Regions from separate parts of the Drosophila melanogaster genome. Here region 1 is linked to region 2. The links are chromatin contacts, called in public Hi-C maps. All regions are on one chromosome and are shown on one strand. Each heading gives the region's core, a stretch centred on a gene start, on an enhancer-like site or on the middle of the called end of the contact. The rest is flanking DNA. Distances are from core to core; before and after follow the strand shown. Region 1 holds the start of RhoGAP19D (Rho GTPase activating protein at 19D). Region 2 holds the start of amn (amnesiac).

Region 1 (3,598 bases), core at 900-3,399, 620 kb after region 2:
GGTGCGTGTGCTCCGATTGTTCATGTCTTTATTTGCCCATTGTCCTCAAGTTAGGGGCAATGTCAACGAAGTTAAGTGGCAAAATAGTAAAACAGTAGAGGAAATGGGTAAAAAGTTGGCCGAAAGTGCCCGATAATTCCACTGCGAAATGGGAAATTTTAAACCAGCTGAGTATTGATTGCAAATTACGGAGGTTTCACGAAAATTATCCTGCAATTTTTAAGTGGGCGCTATATGGCAATATCGTTATAGCCAGCAAATACTGCGGTAATTTGGGAATAATTTCAGAAATTAAGTAATTTATTCCTGTTGATTACTTTTTTTAATATTCTTTAATATTCTTCAATGTGACAGGGGTTTTAAAGTTCGAAAAAGGTTAAATCCCTTCAAACGCAATCGTTTGACTGTTAAGGGCTACAATTCTTGTAAATGAAAATTTATTGCACTTATTTATCAAAAAATAAAAAATAATTCAGAAGTTTTAAGAATGAACACATTTTTTTATTCGCCTAATTTCTTGCGTTGTCTCTGTGAATTCTGCAGAAGAATTCTCCGCAGAGAGGAAATGAGAGAAAGAGGTCCAGTAGAAGAGAGAAGGGAGTCTGGTGGTACGTAAACAAAAAAAAAACCTAAAAAGCAGGAAGACAACTTTCGCTGCTGGCATACAACGGAAAATGGAAGACGTGAAAGATGGGAACAGAGCAAGAGAGCAATAAAGAGAGTGCACAAAATGGGCCGAAAAGTGCCGATTCTTCAATTGTTATACTGTTTAGATTTACACAACATTTTTATAAAATAAACAAAAAGCCTATGATACTTACCAAAAACCAGGAAGATTTTCTTCTCCCTTTCTGACGATTTTCTTTTAAACTTTTTTGTTGCTTCCTTTTTGTATATTTATGATTTCGTTTTAATTTTGCAAACTAGAAAAAACACAACAAAAACGGTGTGGAGCTGATAAGGCGATTTATTGTTTGTTTATTTAAGGACATTCCTCAATTCTTTCCCATTCTTTCCTCTCTTTTCTTTTCCTTCTTCTTCTTATCAATGAAATGTGAGTCAGTGGCAGCCAAAAAATCAGCAGTAACGGTCAAAATAATAGCACTTCAAAGGGCATTCTACCGTTAACTACCGATAACTCAAGAAAAGTAGAAAGGAGTGCACTCTTTTACTTTCGTGACATAAGATTGATTATTTTACTTTAAAGATACTAAAATGTTTGTTATTTTTAACAAATTTTAATTGTCAGTAAACGCGATGCTATTGATACTATTATCGTAACCGTAACTGTGTTTTTATGTTTTTTCTTGTGGACTTTTTTGTTTTGCTTTATTTTTTGGGTTCTACATGCTGCCGACGCCGCAGTTGGCGTCGCTGCTGGCAGTTTCCTCATGTGGCGCGCACACACGCACATACCGCACACAAAAACACACTCACACACACCTACACGACTTCATTTCTTTTTCATTTCTTTTCCTTCCTTTCGTAATTGCTCCGCTTTTTTGCTTCTTCTTTAAGGTTGCAGAGTGCGGGAAAGAGAAAGGAAGAAAAAGAAACAGCGCGACAATTTTCATTTGGGCCTGTGCAAAAAAACCACAAATACAGAGTAAAAATCTTTATTTCATGCACGTTGCATTTTGCACTCCAATTGTTGTTGCCGCTTCAGCTTCTGCTTCTTCTTCGCCATTTGACTGTTGCTTTCTTTCGTTGCTTCTGTTGTTGTGGTTGTTGTTTTTGGCGTCGTCGGCGGCGGCGAGCAATAAACTAATTACTTTAACTAGCGAACAACCAAAATGTTTGCCGAATTCGTTGTGTGTTTTTCTTCGCCTTGCATCGATCCTTGTATTTTTTGGAACGCCTTGCACACATTCATCGCTTGCTTTTTACTTTTTTATTACACTTTTCGCCTTTTTCTTTTCACAAAAAAAAAATTTGACGCCACACGTTTGTTGTTGTGGTTGCGCCAGCACTTACGCTGCTTTAATTACTAATGATTCACAATACAATCAAGCGATCGCGCGCGCACCGTCTGCACTTTCGGCCAAATTACAATTAATTAGTTGTGTATTTTACTCTACTTCTTGTTTTACTTGCTCCGCTTTCCACTCGATTTCGTCCGATGTGATTTTCGAGTGACCAGACCAGTCGAGTAGAGGTGGAATACGGCCGATGCCACGCAGGCTATCGATGTTTTCATGCCTGGACGTATGTCGATACTTTGCAGCAGCTTATCGGCTTATGCTGCGATATCACCACTGGACGAAACTTTGGCCATTAGTTAACACTGGAGACTATAGATATTGTGAGAAAAAAAATTAAATACAATTTTTTTACCTGCTAGCCTGCACTTTATTCTGAAATATTTGCAGTGAATAGATACAGCACGCTGAATAAATGTTGGTCCAAGAATGGAACGCGTATTTTTAAGAGTGTATTTGAACTCACCCACACTAATATCATAGTGTATTAATTTAAATATATATTTATATAATATATAATACTTAATTAGATATCTTTTCTCGTATCAAAATTATTTGCGGATCCGAAAAACATTTTCTAACAAGAAACAACTGCCTAACGTGAAATACTTCAATGTCTCTGATAAGATTGACTTTTTTAAAGAAATTAATTAATTATTCTTTTAGTATTAATATTTCTGCCTAAAGTTAACGTAAGCTATCTTACTAAGCTAAACTAAGTAACTAACATAGACTTATTTTGGTGCAAATTTAACAATTTCATTTTTAAATGCTACCATATCAATGTTAAAGGGGAAATTCGCGAGCTTTTGACTTCAAAAGCTAGCATTCTCTTATAAAAACCTTTTAAATTGCATACTCACCCGTCTCCCAATTAAAAGCACCCAGGAATACGGGTATATATATGAAATTTGAAAATATAATTTTAAACGATCGCGCTCCGCAATCGATAGCTAAATGCGCATCACTAGCGGTGCTAGCCGACTTGGCAGTTCAAACGTCAAGAGAAGAAACGTCAAAAACGCGAAAAGTAAAAAGTCGCAAGAGGGAAAAGAAGCAAAGAGGTAGCAACAAGCAAAGAAATCGCACGCGAAACTTTTTTCTCTGCCAGTGTTTAGCAATAATTTAGCTAATTTCGTGCGTATATTTGTCGTAGAACGGTTCATAGTTCGCCAAATAACGGTTTGTAGACAGCTGGCCGCGAGTGTAAACAGAACGTGCTGCCCTCTCGCTCGCACTCGCACTCGCGCACCAGAAGCTCGGTCATCTCAAGAATTTCTTATCAGACGGATTCCCCAACCTTGGGACCACATAGGTTAACATATATATAGGTTAATAGCCCGCTCTAATCTTTGGTCCGTTCCGAGAGAGTACAGCGAACAGCATGGCAGCGACGCCAGCGCCAGCAGTGACGCCGGCAGCGACAGCAACGTCGGCTGCGGCCAAAATTCCTGTGAATCCCGTGTCCCCCGAGGAGGAGACCCTTCTGCGGGGCCTCAACAAGCTGCGCAACGAGGAGAAACTCACGGACGTCACTCTGATCGTCGAGGAGCACCGATTCAAGGTAGGACCCCACCCACACCATTATAGATCCGAGCAATAGCTACATGGAACAGCCC
Region 2 (3,964 bases), core at 1,412-3,911:
CGGACGCTCTAAAAAGTAAAAAAAAAGTGTAAAACAGTAATACGCAGTGCAACGCCACAGCAGCCGGATAAAAACAACAACAAAAACTGCGCATGTAAAGCTGTGTTTATATTACTTGTTTTTTTTTTTACGGTGTCTCGCTGTTTTTGCTTTCGTCGCAGACAACAAAAGTGGCAAAGTTTTCGCCACGGCATTGCTCATACGCCCCGTCTCTTGCAAATTCGCTCACACTCACACGCGCGCCAATACCAGCGCACATTCACATATATACAAGTGTACGCGCGCGTTTTTCAGTGTGTTTCGTTTCGTTTTTTTTTTCTGTTTCTGTTGGTGACATGCAAAAAGCAACAAAAAAATAATAATAAATACATATAACGAAAACGATTAGTTCGGCGTTTTCTCGTAAAAGTGGGCACCAAAATGCATCAGCCCAGGTGGAAATCAAAACAAAAACAAACCGAAAAATAAATAAATCATTTATTATTTAAACATCGCAAAGTAAGCTTCTCCTCGCACACAAACACACACAAACTCGCGCGCTCATAGACTGGCTCACATACACACTAGCATACACATCTCACTCACACGCAGATGGAGCAACAAGTTTGCGTGCCACAAAATTTCCATTCGGCAATTTTTTGCGATTCTGTTTGTTTTTATTTTCATTTTTTTTTTTTAGCCTGATAGTTGTTGAGAACAAGCCAGCTTTATCTTGTTGTTATTTTACTCGAAAATAATGTAGATGTACATACAGCTTGTCAAGTTTTTAATGCAATTGCTTGGGTCTAGATCGTTTATATATTTTTATTGTACATCTATCACGTTGGTAAACAATAAAAATTACGCTTGTAAACCTAAACAAATTTGATTTGGAACGAAAATACTTGACAAACTGTATTAAAATTTTAATTAAAATTTAAACTACGTTTCGGTTATTCCATGAACTTCATTTCAAATCGAATTGAAATGTGTTTTTCCACTGCGGTTTTTCAACTGCAATTAGGGCTTTGAAAATTGATAATCAGAAACCACAGACCAAATTCATATGGATTAAATATGCAATGGAACAATATTAACAAGTGACCTAAAATAGATTCCGAAAAAGCCCATATTGTTTCCACCAGTTTTCCTTCTTAGATCACAGTTCCTATAAATAACTCTCTTAGCAAAGGAGTGCATGAATCAGTAGATATGAGTGAGTCGTAAATATTTTATAATATCACGAGGAGATAGTTGGCTAATCTTGAATGAGATCACTAAGAGATCCTTTATATTATTTTTTCACATAGGATGCCATATGTCATTTGCTTGATTCAGGATGTTCAGTACTTTTGATTCATTTAATTTCAAGTTTGACAATGATATGTATCATCTATTTACTTGATTAGCGATCAAATCTGTTTTCCATCTTGCGCAGCGGTTCCGTTTGATACTCTATACATATCCGATATCCTTTCATGAATGCCAATGTGTGTGCGTGATTAAATCCGCACCATGTGGACGCTCGGAACATTTGGTATATGTGCATACATACATATATATCTGCTTAGATCCTTGATCCCACATTGTTCGCGGTCCTTGTCTTCGTATTCTTCGGTTGACGCTAAGTACAACGCCAAAGTATCGTCCTTCTGTCGAGGACGCTGTTGTTGTTGCTGTTGTTGCTGTTGTTGCTGCAGCACACACCTTTGCACTTTAATTTCTGGCGTCTTGTTTAGCATCTGCGCCGGGTGTTATTTAAAAATAAAAGAGGAAGAAGAACGAGCCAGGATGAATGGTAGGGATGGGATGGTATGGAATGGTATGGGGAGGGACTCGAGAGAGCGGGTATATGTGAAGTCGACTGGCGACGGCGGCGGCGGCAGCAGCAGCGGTTTTAATGTCAATAAGACGCGGCGGCTATTGCCAGTCACTCACACCATCGATCGCCCCCTCTCGCTCGCACACTTATACACGGCCACACGGCGTGTGTGTGCACGCGGTCAGGACGTGCACACACACACTTGCGAAGCAACAGTGCCGTCCCATATCCTTCGGCTTGTTTATCCTTATTTTCTCTCAATTTCATGCTTCCTGCTCCCCTGCCGACTTGCCTCCACCTAAACCCTCTCTCTCTCTCTCCCTCTCTCACACTGAAAGAAAAGGAGCAGCCTTTTGAATCTGTAGTTCTTAATCCTTTTCATCTGCAACAGATGTCACTGCCTAACATTTTTATCTGCGCGTTTTATCTGGATCCTGTAAAAAGGAAGCTATGGTTATGCTTGCTGAAAGGTATTTTCGCCAGTGTACATACTTAGCCACCAATCGTCTCTGGCTCATTATTGTTATTACGTATACGGTAGTAAGGGTAGAAAAAGGAGTAAATATACAACTAAGGCGTTTTCGTATGCGATTTCCGAATCATCCGTTATTATTAATGGGTAAATAAAAATTCGTCTCTTAGTAGATGAGTATCTTAACGTATTGCATTGGGGAAATAACTAAAATAGTAGCGTATCTATTAAAGCACATAAAAACATTAATGAGCACTAAAGTAACCGTTAGTTATTTGACAATTTGCCTGCCTGAATGACCAAATCTGCCGTTGGTATTGTATTGTTTTTCCGAGTCCGAAAAGCTTGCAATCATGGCTTTTGCGCACTTAGGATGTGCGCACCCCTTCCGAAGACTTCCACACACACGCGGACGCACATCAGCTGGTTAATAACAATACACACACACACACACACACACACACCGATGTGTGGAACTTGTTCTGCCTGCCACGCAATTTCAAACGGCCTTGAACGGCATTTGATAGTTGCTTTCGTCGTCGGTTTTGGCACTGCCCTAGACCTGCATGCCATGCCAAGCCATGCCATCTATGGGAACCCAATCCATACCACATATCAGTACATGTACATATATGTACACACATACATACATACATATATATATATCGTATGCAGCCACTCGTGCAGCTGTTGTCAAAATAAGGGTTCGTACTGGACTATTTCAATTAGTCGCTCAGAAAAGGGGTATATTGTCTTTGGGAAAACGCGTGCAACAGGTAAAGGGGTGTGTTTGTGGCATTATAATAGACGAGTTTCTGATCAGTAGCAACAGCTTTGTAATATATATGAAATATATGTATGTATTATGTATGCTTCAATGCTTCACAATTGTTGGTGCATATGCAGTACAGGATATAATTGAGGTATGTGTACATACATATGTACATACGTACATAGAAAGGATGTTAAAGCTGATAGGTTCCTTTCATCCGTTCGATTGGACTTTTCTGCATATTAGACGATATGATCTATACACTTATGTATATTACTTAATAATTAAAAGGAGAGGACGGCACTACGTTTAACTTGAACACAGGTGCACAACATACAGACGTTCATATATCCATATGTATATATGTGTACGTACCATGGATTTTGTCCAAAATTTGCATTTTGCAGCTGCACAACAACAGTTGAAAGCGATTCAAGTCAAGTCCGAGTCAAGTCGAGTCGAATGAAATTGATTCGATTGGCAACTCATAAATAAACATGAGCTGGGGAGATCGTTAAACGAACATGCTTGCTGCACCGCCCCTCTCCGTCCCACAAAAGATTCGCATTCTCCTAAAACCCATACAATCTATACAAACCATAAAGAATCGACCTAACTGTGGCAATATTGTAAATGCAATTAACTGTAGTTCTCTGCCGCCGCGCTGCGCAATTGAATGTCGGCCATTGGATAATCGAGGGGTTTGGGGAACTGGGACCACCATATAGGGGCAGTTAGCACGCGTCAACTCTATATAGCTATAAAACACGGCAAAGATACAAATACGGCAGTATTATCTATTCGAATCTTACTATTGGGATTCAGCGGGATACCAGAAGAAAGCATTGCTTTTGCAATCAAAAATCACCAAAAGTATAAAAATACTATCATAACTAGCCATGCGGATCTTACAAATCCA

The links. A called contact is a pair of places that touch in the nucleus more often than the background predicts.
Region 1: a Hi-C map of the Kc167 cell line shows a contact between it and region 2, with 2.1 times the contacts expected there. The contact joins the promoter of RhoGAP19D here to the promoter of amn in region 2. A contact is called at or near these places in 1 of 107 Hi-C or Micro-C datasets (the Kc167 cell line) and 1 of 6 datasets of contacts at active chromatin or transcription factors (the Kc167 cell line).

What each region holds. Positions count from the first base shown.
Region 1 is chrX:20,508,545-20,512,142 of dm6, forward strand. RhoGAP19D (Rho GTPase activating protein at 19D) reads right to left here and starts at 2,150. Exons shown (of 15, transcript NM_001298567.1): 1 at 1,975-2,150; 2 at 822-923. CG1812 reads left to right here and starts at 3,000. Exons shown (of 4, transcript NM_134553.3): 1 at 3,000-3,543. The coding sequence starts at 3,364.
Region 2 is chrX:19,887,399-19,891,362 of dm6, forward strand. amn (amnesiac) reads right to left here and starts at 2,662. Exons shown (of 1, transcript NM_078692.2): 1 at 1-2,662. The coding sequence starts at 94. All of the region lies in intron 4 of Hers (Histone gene-specific Epigenetic Repressor in late S phase), which reads left to right.